Regions from separate parts of the Rattus norvegicus genome. Here all the other regions are linked to region 1. Evidence: chromatin contacts called from public Hi-C data. All regions are on one chromosome and are shown on one strand. The core of a region is the stretch at or near the end of the contact, and the rest is flanking DNA. Distances in the headings are between cores, read along the strand shown. Region 1 holds the start of Hs6st1 (heparan sulfate 6-O-sulfotransferase 1). Region 2 has its middle 200 kb from the start of Hs6st1. Region 3 overlaps LOC120094664 (a long non-coding RNA gene).

Evidence for each region. Hi-C and Micro-C count contacts between places; a contact is called where the count stands out from the background.
Region 2: a Hi-C map of prefrontal cortex shows a contact between it and region 1, with 2.6 times the contacts expected there. The contact joins the enhancer-like site here to the promoter of Hs6st1 in region 1. A contact is called at or near these places in 3 of 12 Hi-C or Micro-C datasets (frontal cortex, liver and prefrontal cortex).
Region 3: a contact with region 1 is called in a Hi-C map of liver, with 2.2 times the contacts expected there. The contact joins the enhancer-like site here to the promoter of Hs6st1 in region 1. A contact is called at or near these places in 4 of 12 Hi-C or Micro-C datasets (the A7r5 cell line, Schwann cells and liver).

Annotation. Positions count from the first base shown.
Region 1 is chr9:45,777,196-45,782,312 of GRCr8, forward strand. It overlaps Hs6st1 (heparan sulfate 6-O-sulfotransferase 1), which reads left to right and starts at 2,207. Exons shown (of 2, transcript NM_001108210.1): 1 at 2,207-2,549. The coding sequence starts at 2,269.
Region 2 is chr9:45,575,878-45,580,994 of GRCr8, forward strand. No RefSeq gene overlaps it. Among named protein-coding and RNA genes, the nearest start is that of Hs6st1, 200 kb to the right of the region's middle. Within about 2 kb of position 2,569, at least 39 of the 93 cell types and tissues checked have an H3K27ac peak or open chromatin away from gene starts, as enhancers often do. A contact at or near this core is called in liver, where this site is marked.
Region 3 is chr9:45,615,835-45,620,951 of GRCr8, forward strand. LOC120094664 (a long non-coding RNA gene) reads right to left here. Exons shown (of 5, transcript XR_005489095.2): 4 at 2,446-2,725; 5 at 1,444-1,677. Among named protein-coding and RNA genes, the nearest start is that of Hs6st1, 160 kb to the right of the region's middle. Within about 2 kb of position 2,862, at least 8 of the 93 cell types and tissues checked have an H3K27ac peak or open chromatin away from gene starts, as enhancers often do. A contact at or near this core is called in liver, where this site is marked.

The DNA of each region.
Region 1 (5,117 bases), core at 957-3,456:
CCAACCCCCCCCCCCACACACACACTGCTGTGACACCATACCTAACCAGAATAAACCCATTACCAAACAGACTGCCCTTGGGTGTCTCCGGGCTGTGGCAAAAGGCCCTGGGTCTCACCAAGGACACCTTTTGCCCTGGTTCTAGGATATTATGTAGCGTGTTTAGTGCCATGTGCCCATCTGACCATAGTGGTTACTTCTTCAGTTATCTGCAAAACATGTTGAGAGAGAGAGAGAGAGAGAGAGAGAGAGAGAGAGAGAGAGAGAGAGAGAGAGAGATTGTCCTGTGAGAGGTGCCCACCATAGTTTTTGAGACAGTGTCTTACACTGACCTGCTACCATACACACTGGAGAGATCTGCCTGTCTCTTCCTCCCCAGTCCTGGGATTTCAAACACATGCAAGCATGTCTAGGGTCTTAAACCTGGGTTGGGAGTACCGAACCCAGGTCCCTACTCATGCATGGCAAGCACTTTACCAGCTGAGCTATTGGCCCAGTTTCTTCTGTTCCTGACTGGGTGGATTTAGAGTGGGTCTGAATTCTCTACTGTTTTCCCAGTTTGGGAGGGTTTTCTCATTTGCTCTTGTTTTTAAGTCTTGGATGGGGGAGGGGTGCTCTGGCGCCCTAGTGCTATCCCCTCCCCCTCTCTCCACTTTTTAACCCACCCCTTAGCAGGACAGGCTCCGGGTACTTGATGTGGGCACCTCAGCCTTGTCTTGCAGCAGGAGTGCCTCCCAGAGGCCACTCTGGCTTGAATCCAAGCACCCGAGCCCCTCCCAGCTGCCCTAGGGTATGGAGTTCTGGACAGATCTTTTCACTCCCCACCTCCAGTTGCTCCCGTGTCCTAAGTATAGCTAAGGGCCCAGTACAACACGGACAGGGCCGTCCAGATGCCATAGCCTCCAACTTTCATGCTTGGGCCCAGCAGGCACTCCACTGCAGGCAGAGCACCAATCAAGGCTGCAGGTCCTGCTGCCAACCTTAAAAAAAAACAAAACAAAACCACGAAGGTCGGAATTCTAATTTTTTTTCTAATGTCGGTTTAATTTTTTCAACTATTTTTTTGGAGCATGACCAGGATCAAAACAATGCACACTGGGGAAAAGGGACAACATAAAGCTGGTCCTCGGGCCTCTGCACACATTCTGGTTTATCTTTACTGAGGTCTTTGAGTCATTGTCCCAGTGCTGCCAGTGGAATGGTGATATCTACATAAGAGCTGGATCCATGCCCTCAACGTCTCTCTTCCTTCCCCACCCTTATTCGCAGCCCCAAAATGTGGTCCCTACTCCCAGCGCTCTCGAACTTGGAACTTTGGATCCTTCAGTGTGAAGGTCAAAGCCTCCGTATTCCCGTGGAAGAGAGCGCGGGTGACACAAACTACCACGACAGAGAAGGTGAAAAAACTCGGGCTCCCAAATCCAAGACCAATGCCCAAAAGAGTCACCCACTCCTGGGCTCGGGACAACCCAGACGCCACCCGCAGGCCTGCGAGTTGGAACCAATCCCCTTTGCGTAACGATCCGCGTTGACAGTGTGAGAGACACGCGACCCGGCGCTGGACACTGGCCTGTGCCTGGGCCTCCTCCAGCCCCTCCCCTCCCCCAGGGCTCTCCAGAGGCGGAGCGGAGGATCAGAGCGGGCGGCGACAGCAAGAGGCGCCGCGAGGGCGGGCCGGGGGCGGGGCGGGGCGGAGCCGCGACGGACTGCGGAGACGCGGCGGCGCACGGGGCGGTGCAGAGCGTTCTCGGCGCTGAGCTTTGCGGGCGGGTGCGGGCGCGCGCGGCTGCGGGGCGCTGTGGCGGGGGCCGGGCCGTACGCTAGCCGAGCCGGGGATCGGGGCGGGAAGCAGCCACGGCGCCGCCGAGGCCCGGGGCCCGGGACGCTGCGCATAGCCTGGGCGCCGAGTAGCCCGGCCGGGCCGGAGCGCGGGCGGCGGTGGCGGTGGCGGCGGCGGTGGCGGAGCAGCTGCGCCCCCCGCCCTCCCAGGCCCGGCGCCCGGGCTGCTGGCGATGGTGACACATGCGGCGGCGGCGCGCCGGCGGCAGGACCATGGTTGAGCGCGCCAGCAAGTTCGTGCTGGTGGTGGCGGGCTCGGCGTGCTTCATGCTCATCCTCTACCAGTACGCGGGCCCGGGGCTGAGTCTGGGCGCGCCCGGTGGCCGCGCGCCCCCCGACGACCTGGATCTCTTCCCCACGCCGGACCCACATTACGAGAAAAAGTACTACTTCCCGGTGCGCGAGCTGGAGCGCTCGCTGCGCTTCGACATGAAGGGCGACGACGTGATAGTCTTCCTGCATATCCAGAAGACCGGCGGCACCACCTTCGGCCGCCACCTAGTGCAGAACGTGCGCCTCGAGGTGCCCTGCGACTGTCGCCCGGGCCAGAAGAAGTGCACCTGCTATCGGCCCAATCGCCGCGAGACCTGGCTCTTCTCTCGCTTCTCCACCGGCTGGAGCTGCGGGCTGCACGCTGACTGGACCGAACTCACCAACTGTGTTCCCGGTGTGCTAGACCGCCGCGACCCAGCAGGTCTGCGTTCGCCCAGGTGAGTGTCCGCTGCGGGCGAGTGTGATGGGGGGGGTGCCCTAAACCCCGGACCAGATCTGCCCTCTTTGCTCTCTTGGGGCCCCTTCCGATCTGCCGGATCCCAGGATCCCCGTCTCATCTGTCCCTGCAGCTGCCACTCCTGACCTCTGATCTCTCTTTTCACCCTCTGTTCTGTACCTCTCCTCATCACTGGCCTGTCTGCGCAGTGCCCAGACTTCCTCCTGGGTCACTGCCGGCCGCTCTCTGTCCACCCCATCTGCGGTGCACTGCCGGCTAGCCTGAGAGAGAAACCTCGGGGACTAAAGGTCCAGGCTTGGCTCTAGAGGCAGAAAAACAGGTGTGTCTCTGTGCGTCTGTAGCCCGTACCTGTCTAGAACTAAAAGTGGAGCAAGGGAGATGAGGATCCTCTTCCTCTGCACCTGTGGTATCCCCAGGCCCTCCAGTGCTTGCCAGTCTGGGGAGGAGCTGCCAGGAAAGGGGTGGGCTCTGCCTGCCGGTGTGTGCAGGTAGAACAAAGGCCCGTGTGACCCGGGCTGAAGACGGAGAGAAGGCAGCACTACCTGGCCTCCCCAACTACTGAAGTGGAACAAAAGCTTCCAGTTGGGGACTGCCTTCCGCAGAAATCTATCCACCGGTCAGATTAGGGATAGCTGAGACAGTCAAAGCTACTTGTGCAACCAAGAACCTTCCAGCAAGGCCCGTCATGTTCCTTGTCTGGGGCATGTGGGCGAGGGCCAGCCCCTCCGAAAGCACTTTGTAAAGTTGAGATTGTAGCCCTGTTTCTGTTGGTGCCCTCTGGTCCTCCGGGGATTTTCTCCCCCCTACCCCGCCCCGCCCCACCCCACCCTAGGAATTAGGGCTTCTTGTCTGCCTTTGTTTCTCTCCCATGTTTCCTGTAGGACTGAATTTACAGATGAGCTAGGAAGTGGGCGTGGGCAAGTCTTGACTGAAGTCGCTATTTTCTTTGGTACTTTTGGGGCAGGAAGGTGCTGGCTCTTCGGTGGGGTTGGGACCCTTCAGAGTCCAACCAGCCTGGAGCTGCTTGCCCTACAGTCCTGAGGGTTTATTTCACAAACTGTCAGGACACTAGGACGCTAGAGTTGGGTGATAGACATACACATTGCACCCACCCCTAGCAGTTCTCAGTCTCAAAGGAGGTATTCTGTCCGCGGCCCTAATCTAGACCCAGAGTCTCCTTTCCAGGCCCTTGAAACTGCTTCCTGTCCATATTAGCTCTGCTCTGCACACATACATGCTTCAATTACAGGACCCATCCCAACGGTTCAGCCATGCCGTGCTAGAGTCTGGGTCTAGCCATAGCAACTGTCCACTGGTCCACCACTCAAGACTGCGAGTGCCCAGTACTGGGCACACCCCAGCAGATTCAGGGAAGTCCTCTCCGTCTGCAGGATGTGGGGCTTGAAACTGTGGGCATCCTAATTATAGAAGGTGCAGGCAAACTGTGCGTACTGCTCTTAGAGCTGTAGAGAGGCCAGGCTTTGGGGGTGACCCTACCCCTCATGGACAACATCAGCCACAGATTGTAACCAGGGTTCCCTTCTTGCAGCTCTATGGGTTTCCAGAGCGAAGGACCCCAGTGCCCCTTGGCTAGAGTTTATCAGAGGCTCAAGTGGCCTCGTGGCTGTGAATGGAAGGAACAGGGAGGTGGGTGGCCCCAGATACTGTTCGCAGGCCTCAATTGCCTGCAGAGGGGGCAGGGATGAAGAATGCTGACCTCCCCCCCCCCCAAAAAAGGGGGGTGGTCAGGAAGTTGCTGACTCAGCAACTGTGGGCTAGGTGGGGGAGGGGCCTCTAGGGCCTTTGGTTCCAAAGTTTCTAATTGTGCCACCCAATAGGTGACACTGGGTTCCTTCTGTTATTCTCTTCACTGTGCTCCATTTGTTTCTTTTTTAGGTACAAGGTATATAGCTTTTTTTCCCCTCAAACTAACTCAGGAGACTTTTATGTATTGGACTCCTGGCTGCACCTGAGTTCCCCAACTGAGCCCTATCCCTGGCAAAAGCTGAACTCCCATCTGCCCAGGGACCCTGTCCCTGTCAGAGTTGGCAGCATGTTAAGTAGCACTGATGGTTGGTGTTAAGTAGCACTTACTGTCACCCTTGAAGGCTCGTTCCCTCTCCAGACACCTTGCACACTAGGGTGGGCCTTCTTTTCCTCTTCTCTCTGCCCTCGGGGTTATGGTAGAGCTTGGACAAATGACTCTACCTAGCTCCCAACCTCCCCATGGCACATCTGCCTGTGGCTGCTCTGAACTGAGCACACATCTGGGTGACTCATGAGGCTGGACAGATCCGTCACTCCCTCCTAGGTTTGTAACTTACAACATCGCTTGGTACTTCCTGCCTCAGCAGGGGAACAGGTGTGTGAGCAAAGCATTGGAGGTTTCTGTGGCCTCTGTCTGCTCCAGATGTCTCACATCTGCTAGCATAAGCCTGTGTGCTTACAAGACCAGAGTGGAGAGACAGAAGGCTCGATGGCTGGCCTTGGACAGATGGAGCTGCCAGGGGATGAGTGCCACCAAGGACCATTGGCACCTGGGCCAGCT
Region 2 (5,117 bases), core at 1,319-3,818, 200 kb before region 1:
TTATAGGCCCCAAGGGAGAACCTGCTACTGTTATGCTTCTAAATGGACATAGTATTAAACCAAGTCCTATTAATTTATCAGTATGCCCGTAGACTAATGCATCTCAAAGTCCTCATCAGAGAAGATTCTCTCTTTTTTTTAAATAAAACAAAATATAATAAGCTAAAACGAAATGAAATCATCAGAATTGGACAACTCCTGGCATATCCCATGACCTCTGCTAGGTCCCATATGTTGAAAACTTGGTTCCCAACGAGGCCCTACAGGGACATAGGCAAGCCAACTTTAAGAGGTGGAAACCAGTGTCGGTTACTTTTCTCATAGCTCTGACAATAACCAATCAAAGCAACTTAAGGAAGGAAAGGTTAGTGGTTTCAGCTACTCCAGGGAAGTCGTGAAAGGAGATTAGGGCAGCCAATCTCAAAGTGGAGAGATGGACACCAGTACTTCGTTTATTTTCTCCTTCTGTGGCGTGCAGGACCACAGCCCATGGAACTGTGCATTCCACAGTTAAGGTGGACCTTCCTATCTCAAGCAACCTAATCTAGAAAGCTTCTTCCCATACACACCCAGAGGTTTGCCTTATAAGTAATTATAGATCCTCACACACACACACACACACACACACAAATTTGCAGAATTATAAGCTAAAATAAATCTTTCCTCTTTATAAGCTAATTGTCTCGAGTGTTTGTTACAGTAATAAAAAGCTGACTCCCGCAGGCTTCTCCCTCCTCCCGCCTGCGCTTTGACAGTCCTCATCAGAGTGAAAGCTCCAGAAACAACATCACTGAGCCCATGGGCAGGCCATTAGTGCTCCATGGCACTGGAGGTTAGGGAAGGGAGACATCCCAGGACTGATTTTCTTGTAATGGACCAGACGGCAGTTTATGGCCTCCAGGGACTCAGCTCTGAGCCATTTGCAGAGGACACTCTTGGAGATTCTATCGAGCATGCCTTCCAAGTCAGGGATGATTACATACACCTCTTCAAACCCCACGCGGTCATTCCATGTGCATATACTGAGCTTGGTACTTGTCCCAAGCCTGTAGTCTAGCAGAGCAGACCGCTGCCCCTAGTAAGACATTGTTGGATTGTTCCGTGTGCAATGGAATTTTCCAGAGTTTACAGTTATTTCCTCACTAATGAGAAGCGGCATCTTTCTTGCGCACACGTACACATCTCTTCTTTGAAGCGTTTACCTGTGTGTTCTACCCGTTTTTCTCTCATGTTCAGTTTTTTTTTGTTGTTGTTGTTTTGTTTTGTTTTGTTTTGTTTTGTTTTCCCCCTTCTCTTTTTCTGAAACATTGGGATCTGTAGTTCTTTGCTGAAGGCCTCGTTAACGGCCTTCTCTGCTCTGTCAGTTTCTGTGTGGCCATACATTCAGCTTGTTTTTGGAATGCGCTTCCGGTTAGGCTGTGGAAGGCCACGCCCCTTCTTCTGAATGAAGGAACCATGCAAGGTGGCTGTGTGAACACCACAGGGCACTATGATTCCAGACGGATCTGTCAACCTGCTCTACCTTCTTAGCTGTCCCAGAAGCACAAGAAGGTTAAGAAAGGCTTTCTATCTCTGGGAATGGGCTGAGGGTGGGGGACCTCTCCCTTAGATTCATAGGATAGCCACAGAAGTCCAGTCACCTGTTTGGTGTTTTTGCCCTTTATCACAAAACCTTCCAACGTGTATTTTCAAAAGGTAAAAGTTTCTAAAAGTTATTTGAATTTTTTGTTTTAAAAAAGAGTTTTCATGGGGGTCTGGGCAGATGGCTCAATGGGCTCTGAGGGCTAAGTTCAAATCCCCAGCACCATATAAAACCTGTACATCAAAATGATGCATTCCTGTCACCCACCTGCATACAGAGGAGACAGGACAGTCCCTTGGATTTGCTGGCCAGATAGTTTAGCCAAATTTTGAGCTCCAGGCTGAATAAGAGATCGTGTCCCAAAACTTAAGATAGAGAGGAAGAGAGGAGATTTCCACTGCCGAGCTTTGGCCTTCATGTTTACATGTACATGCACACATACAAGCACATATGTGCGTATACACGCACATGTGCACACGTGCGCGCGCACACACACACACACACACACACACACACACACCATTCTCTAATTATGCGTTTGTGTGGTTGAAAGCATCAGATAACTGTACAAAGTTGGACAAACAGCTATGCCCTTGATTTGGCCCAGAGCATGTGACTTCTCGGAGGAAATAGTTTGTTTGAAGCTATAGTTATCGCTCTAAGGAACTGCTGGGTGTGGTCCTTCTCCTTGTGCAGGAAGGAGGGTATTCTCTCCTCTCGAGGCTTCTGCTCCCCAGCAGTCAGCAGGACCACACACAAGTTATGCAACTTCCAACACTCATTGTCAATAGCGCAGTTACATCCTAATTCTGGGTGGACTGAGAATGCAAAAGTTCCCACACTCCTGGGGAAAGCCCAATTGTGTTGTAGCCATGGTAACGGGGCAGCAGAACCAGTGCTAAAGCCTTTCAAAGGCCCCAGGGAAGACGTTTTCTTTGCAGCCAACCAATCAGTGCCATCCCTGTGTGAAATCCAGCCAATCGGAGAACAGGCTCCCTTGTCCCCAGCCTCAGTGGTTGGTAGATCAGCACTCCTGCGGTGCAGCTCCCTCCTGGAGACAGCCTGAATCGCAGTGTCCTGCTTGCTTGAGTGAGCAGTGAGTCCAGTTTTGCTTTTGATTTCCGAGTAGAGAGATAGTCTCGTTGTGCTTGATAAAGTTATCGTTCAATGTATACATTGTGGCTATGCTAATTAAGACTTTCACGCCCAAGCCCTTTCCTCACATAACTTTTTACTGCTTTCCATTACTGTTTGCTTTGTGAATTTTCATCTGCTTAGTTTTCTGTCTTTTGTTGTGGTTCATCTTACCCAAACTGCCTGATTATTCTGCATTACATTTGTTTATTTTCGTATAAACTGAGGACACGATCACTCCAAGGTATGGTTAAGCAAGCAGGCGGTTTTTATTGTAGCTACGGGACAGAGAACAGTCAGTGGCATCTGGTAGAGTCCAGAGCACAGAGAGAAAGTGGTGGACCGAACACAGCCACCAGAGTGGACTTAGGTATGAAAGCAGAGAGGGGGGAAGAGTGAGAAAGGAAGTCAGGGAGGGGACAAGAGCAGAAGGCAGGAGAAAGTCGTGGCAGGAACAGCAAGGCTACATGGAGAAACGGTTAGTCTAGGGAGGGAAGCCATGAGATGTTTAGGGTAAGTGGGGTGAGAAAAGCCAGGATGCCAGCATGGACTCTGAAATGTGTGACCACACTTGGGATCCTGGGGGCCAGCATGAGCTTTGGTATGCTAATAGGTACCACAGATGGCCATTTGTCCTTCTGCCAGCAATAAGGGAAGTGGCTCCTTTGGTAGTTCCTGAGGGATGCTAGTTTTTGTCTAAATGCCAGAATTTGAGGGAAGTTGCCAGTGGTCTCCTTCAGACCTGAACTCTTTTTTCTGTACTTGTTCCAGAATCATCCCCAAACTTTCTTCCAGTATATCAGCCTAATCCGTTAGTTGTGTTTCCTACAGAATCTCCCTGGATGGCCCTGATGATTCCAACTGTTTAATCACAGAAGGGTACCCCTCACTATTTTCCTGGGGTCCCTCCATCTCATTGTACTCCTGTTTCCTGCAACCTGGGCAATGTGCCCATCTGGAAATGTCTCACATTCCCACCCTTGATTGGTAGCCGATGTTATGGGCTCAGTTATGTCTACGGCAAATTCACATGTTGAAGTCCTAACTCCACTATCCCAGAGTCTGATTGTATTTGGAGACATAGCCTTAGAAGAAGTCATTAATGTAAGATGATATTGTTATTAGAAGTTTAAAGAGTAGGAGCTGGGAGTTGTAGGTAAAAGAGCTTGCTTTGCACACAAAAAGGCCTAGGGATGGATACCCAGCACCCACGCAAAAACCAGATATAACTCTGCATGCCTGGCATTTGAGGTGAGGGGTAGGGGGAAATGGGAAGATTTCCAGGGCTTGCTAGACAACTGGCTAGCCAAAATTAATAATAATAACTGTTATCATCATCATCATCACCATCATCATCATCCATTTTAAAATAGTGAATGCCAGGTTAGTTGGAAGACCTTTCATTAAAGCAAAAAGAAGCAGAGAGCAATACGAAGATATCCAATGTTCTCCTCTGACACACACATACACACACACACACACACACACACATGCGCGCGTGTACATATGCACTCACTCACACATGTGCACACATGCCTGTACGACACATGAATGCACACATGTACACACCGAAAGGTATGTTAAATGGAAGAAATTAGGGTACAGACCATGCAAAGTGACCTTGCAAAGAATGAATGTGTCTGCATGGGGCCTGGGAATAACAGGCTCTGAGCAAGGAGAAAGGCCCAGGAAGGAATTAAACTTGCTGACACTGCAGTCCAGACCCTCATCACGCACAGATGTGAGAAGATGTGTTGTTTGGTTGAAGCTTCTTGGGCTGTGGCTGTGGCTGTGGCAGCTGAGTGCAGTGTGGCCTAAATGAGCATGATTTTCCTTCAGAATGTTAAGATATTGGTGCTTCCTTCCAGCCCTCTGAATTACGAGAACCTTCCACCACTCGATTCTTGGGTCATTGTATCTGACCCTATCACCTTATCAGAACGTCCCTCAGAGATGGGCTTGCCTGCCCTCGGTGCTTTGAAATCTGAACCCTAATCAATCACAGGCCCCAGCCTGAGTGGTTTCCCACTAAACCCCATCCTGCTCCGGGAAGCCAAGGCCCTGGGAAACTGAGACAGACTCTGGAGGGAAAACTAAAGGGACCCATCTTCGCTAAGTACGTGTGGCTCAGGCAGTGGTGGTGGGCATCTTCTCTCTTCCCTGGCATCGTAGGGGACCTGTTGACCCTGCCATCCTGTGACCACCTGACACCTGACACATACTCATGAGCCCAATTCCGCAGCCACCGAGCCAACTTGGGTGCCACCGAGCTGCCATGCCCTGTACCTGGTAGGTAGAAACTCAGAAGCCAACACCCAGGCTTCCTGAGTCAGAAGCCCCATAAAGAGACTCCTAGTGTCTCTTCAACTTGGTTTTTGATTTCAGAGATGTCCTTCCACAG
Region 3 (5,117 bases), core at 1,612-4,111, 160 kb before region 1:
GAATCATTCACGTTCCTGTAAATAACTCCTCCCCCATAGTCCTGCAGAATCTGCCTCAATAAACCCAGTGACTCACTAGGGCAGACTTGGGTGGATTCATTTCTTTGGTCTGCTGTTGCTGTCCTATATGGGGTGACAGACATCTGTTCACGCCCCGCCCCCCATGTAATGATGACTAATTTCATTTGTCCTGTGGACTCCACTCTCTTTGCCTGCTCATCCATGTGACTGGAGCTCTCCAGTGCTTTATCCATGTCAGCCATTGTACTTTACAGCTTCAGGTTTCCTATTCAGTTTTTATAGCTTTCACTTGCTTGAATAATGGTCCATTCTTAGTCATCCACCATTCTCCTGAGCGCCTTGACCATGACCTCATGGAGCCTAGAGAAGAACGAAAGTGTGGTCCAGTAAATTCAACATCTGGACTTCCTTGAAATGGCTTATGTTGTTTTTCTTCTTTTCATGTTGAGAATCAGGTATTTGAATGTTTTAGTACAGTAATGCTGGAAATCTGATCTGTGCTCTCCCCAAGAATACCTGGCTTTATCTGTTAAGGGCCCCACCTATCTGTTCAAACTATTTCTGTGAAAGTTACAGGCCTGGTGTTATGGGCTCACTAAAGTCCCAGCTCTGTTGCCCTAACTGCCTGGAACTAATAAGAAAAGAGAAGAGAGGCAGCGCTCTGTCTCTCTAATTTCTTTGGGCAGATGCTGGTTCAGCCTGAGTGGGCTGAAACATGCTAGCCAGTCTTTATGCTATTCCCTGGGGTGTGCATCAGACTGGGAGGAATGCAGTTTCATTTAGAAGACATGGTTTAGTAGCTGCCCTGTCAGGAGACAATCACAACAGTAATACTGGGAGTGAGAAGCTAGTAACTGTGACACAAAACACCAAAATTCATCTCTCTCTCTCTCTCTCTCTCTCTCTCTCTCTCTCTCTCTCCCTCTTCCCTTCTTCTCCCACTCTTTTCCATGCACATGTGCATACATACATGGGAGCATGTGTGTCTATATATGTGTGTGTGTAGATTCTTAGTCAGGGTTTTACTGACCAATTCCCTGAGGTTCGTATTCTTCCTATTTCCTGTTCTACCACCATGTGGCTGGTTTTATTCTTTCTGTGCTTGCAAATGAATCTAGAGAGTTTTATTCTCTCCTTGGAAATATGTTATCATTACTCACCCAGAAAATCTTCAAGAAGAGTTCATTCAGCAACATCTTAGACCCTCCTCAATATCCTTGGTGTTGAAGATCCTACTGCGTAACAGTATTTCTGGAGAGATATGAATAAATATCTACTCATCCCAGACTGGGAAACAATGAGGAGGAATTTCACCAATGTCTAACTTGGTGATTCAATGAGTTTTATTGGGGTTACTTACAAGATTGTGGGTGTATTAGTTATTTTTATGTTACTCTGAAAAAATACCATGACCAAAGCAACTTGTAGAAAAAAGAGTTTATTGGGATTAGGGTTCTGGAGGGGAGTCCAGGATGGTGGAGCAGAGGCAGCAGGAACTACATACTAAGAGCAGAAGCGGAGAGCTTACATTGTGAACTATAAACAGGAAGCAGATTGGGGGAGCTCAAAATGGCACCAGTCTTTAAACTCTCAAAGCTCACGGTTACTTTCTCCAACAAGGTCACATCTTATACGTCTCCCCAATAGTATCACCAACTGGAGACCAAAAAAAAAAGAAGAGGAGGAGGAGGAAGAGAAGGAGGGGGAGGAGGAGGAGGAGGGGGAGGAGGAGGGGGGGGAGGAGGAGGAGGAGGAGGAAGAGGAGGAGGTGGAGGAGGAAGAGGAGGAGGTGGAGGAGGAAGAGGAGGAGGAGGAGGAGGAGGAAGAGGAGGAGGTGGAGGAGGAAGAGGAGGAGGAGGAGGAGGAAGAGGAGGAGGAGGAGGAGGAGGAAGAAGAAGAAGAAGAAGAAGAAGAAGAAGAAGAAGAAGAAGAAGAAGAAGAAGAAGAAGACGAAGAAGAAGAAGACAAAGAAGAAGAAGAAGAAGAAGAAGAAGAAGAAGAAGAAGAAGAAGAAGAAGAAGAAGAAGAAGAAGAAGAAGAAGAAGAAGAAGAAGAAGAAGAAGAAGAAGAAGTTGTTGTTTATTTGGGCTTGTGGTTTAGAGAATTAGAATCCTTATTGTGAAGTATAGGCAAGACTACAAAAACAGGAAACTAAGGGCTCACATCTTGAGCTGCAAGCAGGAAACAGAACATGTGAGATTACACATCTCCAGACTCTCAAAGCCTTTCCTCCAACAAAGCCGCACCGCCTAACTTTCCCTCAAATAGTGCCACCATCTAGGGACCAAGTATTCAAATGCCAGAGCCAACTGGGGATAGTCCCATCAAAACCACCACGATAGGTGAGACGTTCCTTGCAGAGACAGAAATGGTTCAAAGACAGGTGCAACAGCAACGCCCACCCCAATGTGAATGACAGCTCACCAAGGCCGGGAACCTATGCACAGCCTGCAGGTCGCTCCACAGCCGGAGCATGCGCTTTCCCGGAGCTCTGTTGATCTGAGACTCTTCCTGTACTTCCGCTGCCTCTGCCTCTTCCAGCCAGCTCTGTTCTGGGCTTCTGCCACATGGCTTGTCTCTTGGCGTGTCTCTCAGAAGTCCTTACGGCTCCTATAAGCTTGGGTGGAGGACTTGTGACTCTGTCAATATTCCAGGAATTTCTGAAGCCTTTGAGGTGTTTACTTCCCGAGTTCAATGAGTTTCCCTGCAAGGTGGGATGGAAGGAAAACATGGCAGTCAGGACCACGTGAGATTCAGCCAAAGAGCACACTTAGGCTGTTGGAGCAAAGACACAGGGTGTCTGCTGGCCAAGACCTGCTCTGTGGACACTACCGTGTCTGGATTTCACAACCACTGGAACAGTTTACGTCCCCTTGGAATGGAGGTGACCAGGTTGGTTGTCTAAAGGACTGCCAAGTTTATTCCCTGGCATAAAGAAATGAACAGCTGAGAACAACAGAAGTCCTAGCAGTGGAAAATTGGGGTGGGGGACAAATAAAGGCTTTATATTCCAGATGGGCAAAACCAAGGCTGAGCAGTCACCAAACAGATGCCTGCTTGGGTATTTTATGGGTCCCATCTAGGTACCTGTCCCTTTGCCTTCCTGCCAATTCCCACAGCCTTCTGGGAACAAGAAACAGTCATTTCTCAGAAAGCTTGCTTTTCTCATTCCTGTTTACCTCCATCCTTAGAACCGGGCTTCACTCTACCCGTCCCCCAGGCCAGACCTTAAGTGAAGCTGACCACACCGGAAATGTCTGTGCCTTCCCATCCCAAAGAGGCTGTATGATCTTGTGAGAGGCTCTCTGTAACTGGGCTCCATGACTGTGGTAGAAAGGTCTTATAGCCAGGGACCATCCAAGAGCCATCATGAACATCAACTAGCCAGGGAACAAGCAAGTGGCCAGGACCAGGGACATCCAGGATGAAATGGAGTGCGGGGATATAGGCTAGGTTTCATGGAACTTTTGATACAGATACATCTTTGCTAACTGATCAGAGAAGCCTCTTTACCATCTATGTTTGGTCTGTTGTTTTTACTTTCCCCAAGGTGTGTGTGTGTGTGTGTGTACGCGCGCATAAGCATGCACATGTATGTAGAAGCCATAGGTTGACATTTTCTCTCAATGTTTTGTTTTGTTTTGTTTTGTTTTGTGAAACAGAGCCTCTCACCAGGAGCTTAGCAATTCAGCTAGACCGTCTGGCCAGTGTTAGCAATAAGCTGAGAGGCACAAAGAAAGAAACCAGCAGCCCAACTGAAGTGCCTGGATGAGGTAAAACTTTACTCCTGATCAAGAGGGTGTGCTCCAAAGAGCAAAACACTCAGGGGCCAGAAGTGCACTTGGGCTTTATTCTAACTCGGGTGGTGACTATCCTCTCCCCATTGGCTGAGGTCCCATCTCCCAGTCTTATCTGATTGGCTAGTCCTAAAAGAATTGGCACACAGGAAATGAAGGGCAAGAGGTCAGCCCTCTAATCACAGGATGCAGCCAGGTCTTTGTGTAAACTAAGTTTTACTGAAGAGGTGGGGCCGTGAAAACGTTTGTATGAAAGTCTTACAAGGTGGGTGGGAGAGGGGGGGAGATGAAAAGATTTGAATTCCTGGTTGTAAATACAAGTTTTATAGAATTTCATGGAAAACAAACATATTTAATGTTTCTCTTTTTTTTTCGTTTCTTTATTTTATTTAGTGTACAGTTGAAGGGGGAAAATAGACTAGGCCACACTTGGGTAACACCTGTGGGTCCAGAGGAAGGGTCCTTTTTCTCCCTTAATGTTTCTTATACCAGTGACCCCCAGAGATCTGCCTGTCCTGTTCCAATCAAGCTGGAGTTGCAGATGCTGTTCCCAGCTCTTTAAACATTTTAGTAGTAGTCATAAAGTAGTAGTAGTAGTGATAGAGTGTATTGCGTGTGTGTATGTGCGAGTGTGCATGTGTATGAGTGTGTGTGAGCATGTGTGCGTGTGTGAGAGGGTGAGAGTGTGTGAACATATGTGTTTTTGAACAGGTATATGTGTGTCTTGTGTGAGCATGAGTATATGTGAGCATGTGTGTGTGAGCAGGTGTGTGTGAGCAGGTATGTGTGTGCATATGTGTGTGAGCAGGTATGTGTGTGAGAGAGGGTGAAAGTAAAAGAACAAAGAAAATTATAAATCAAGGCATTTTAAAAATGTATTGGTGGAAACGCCAGAGAGGCAGGTTTAGCCAACTGTAGAAACCTCAGCTTCAGGCTCTAGATCAGCAGTTCCCAGCTCAAGGTCCTTTTGGGGATCATGTATCCTGTATATCAGATATTTATATTATGATTCATAACTGTAGTGTAATTATGGTTATGAAGTAGCAAGAAACCCTTGAGGAAAGGGTCACAGCATTAGGAAGGTTGAGAACCACTTCTCTAGATCTTCCTGATAGCATTCTTGGCTCTTTGTTGGTGAAGAATAGAGCTTTGGCAAGTTACGTCTGTTACAGAGGTGGACTAGGAATACCTCTTTAGGAGGTTAGAGATAGCTCAGTCAAAAATGTAATAGACCTGTTCTAGACTTGTAATATTCCAAACTCCCCGCCATCAATGCTCACTACAGCAAGGATCTTACTG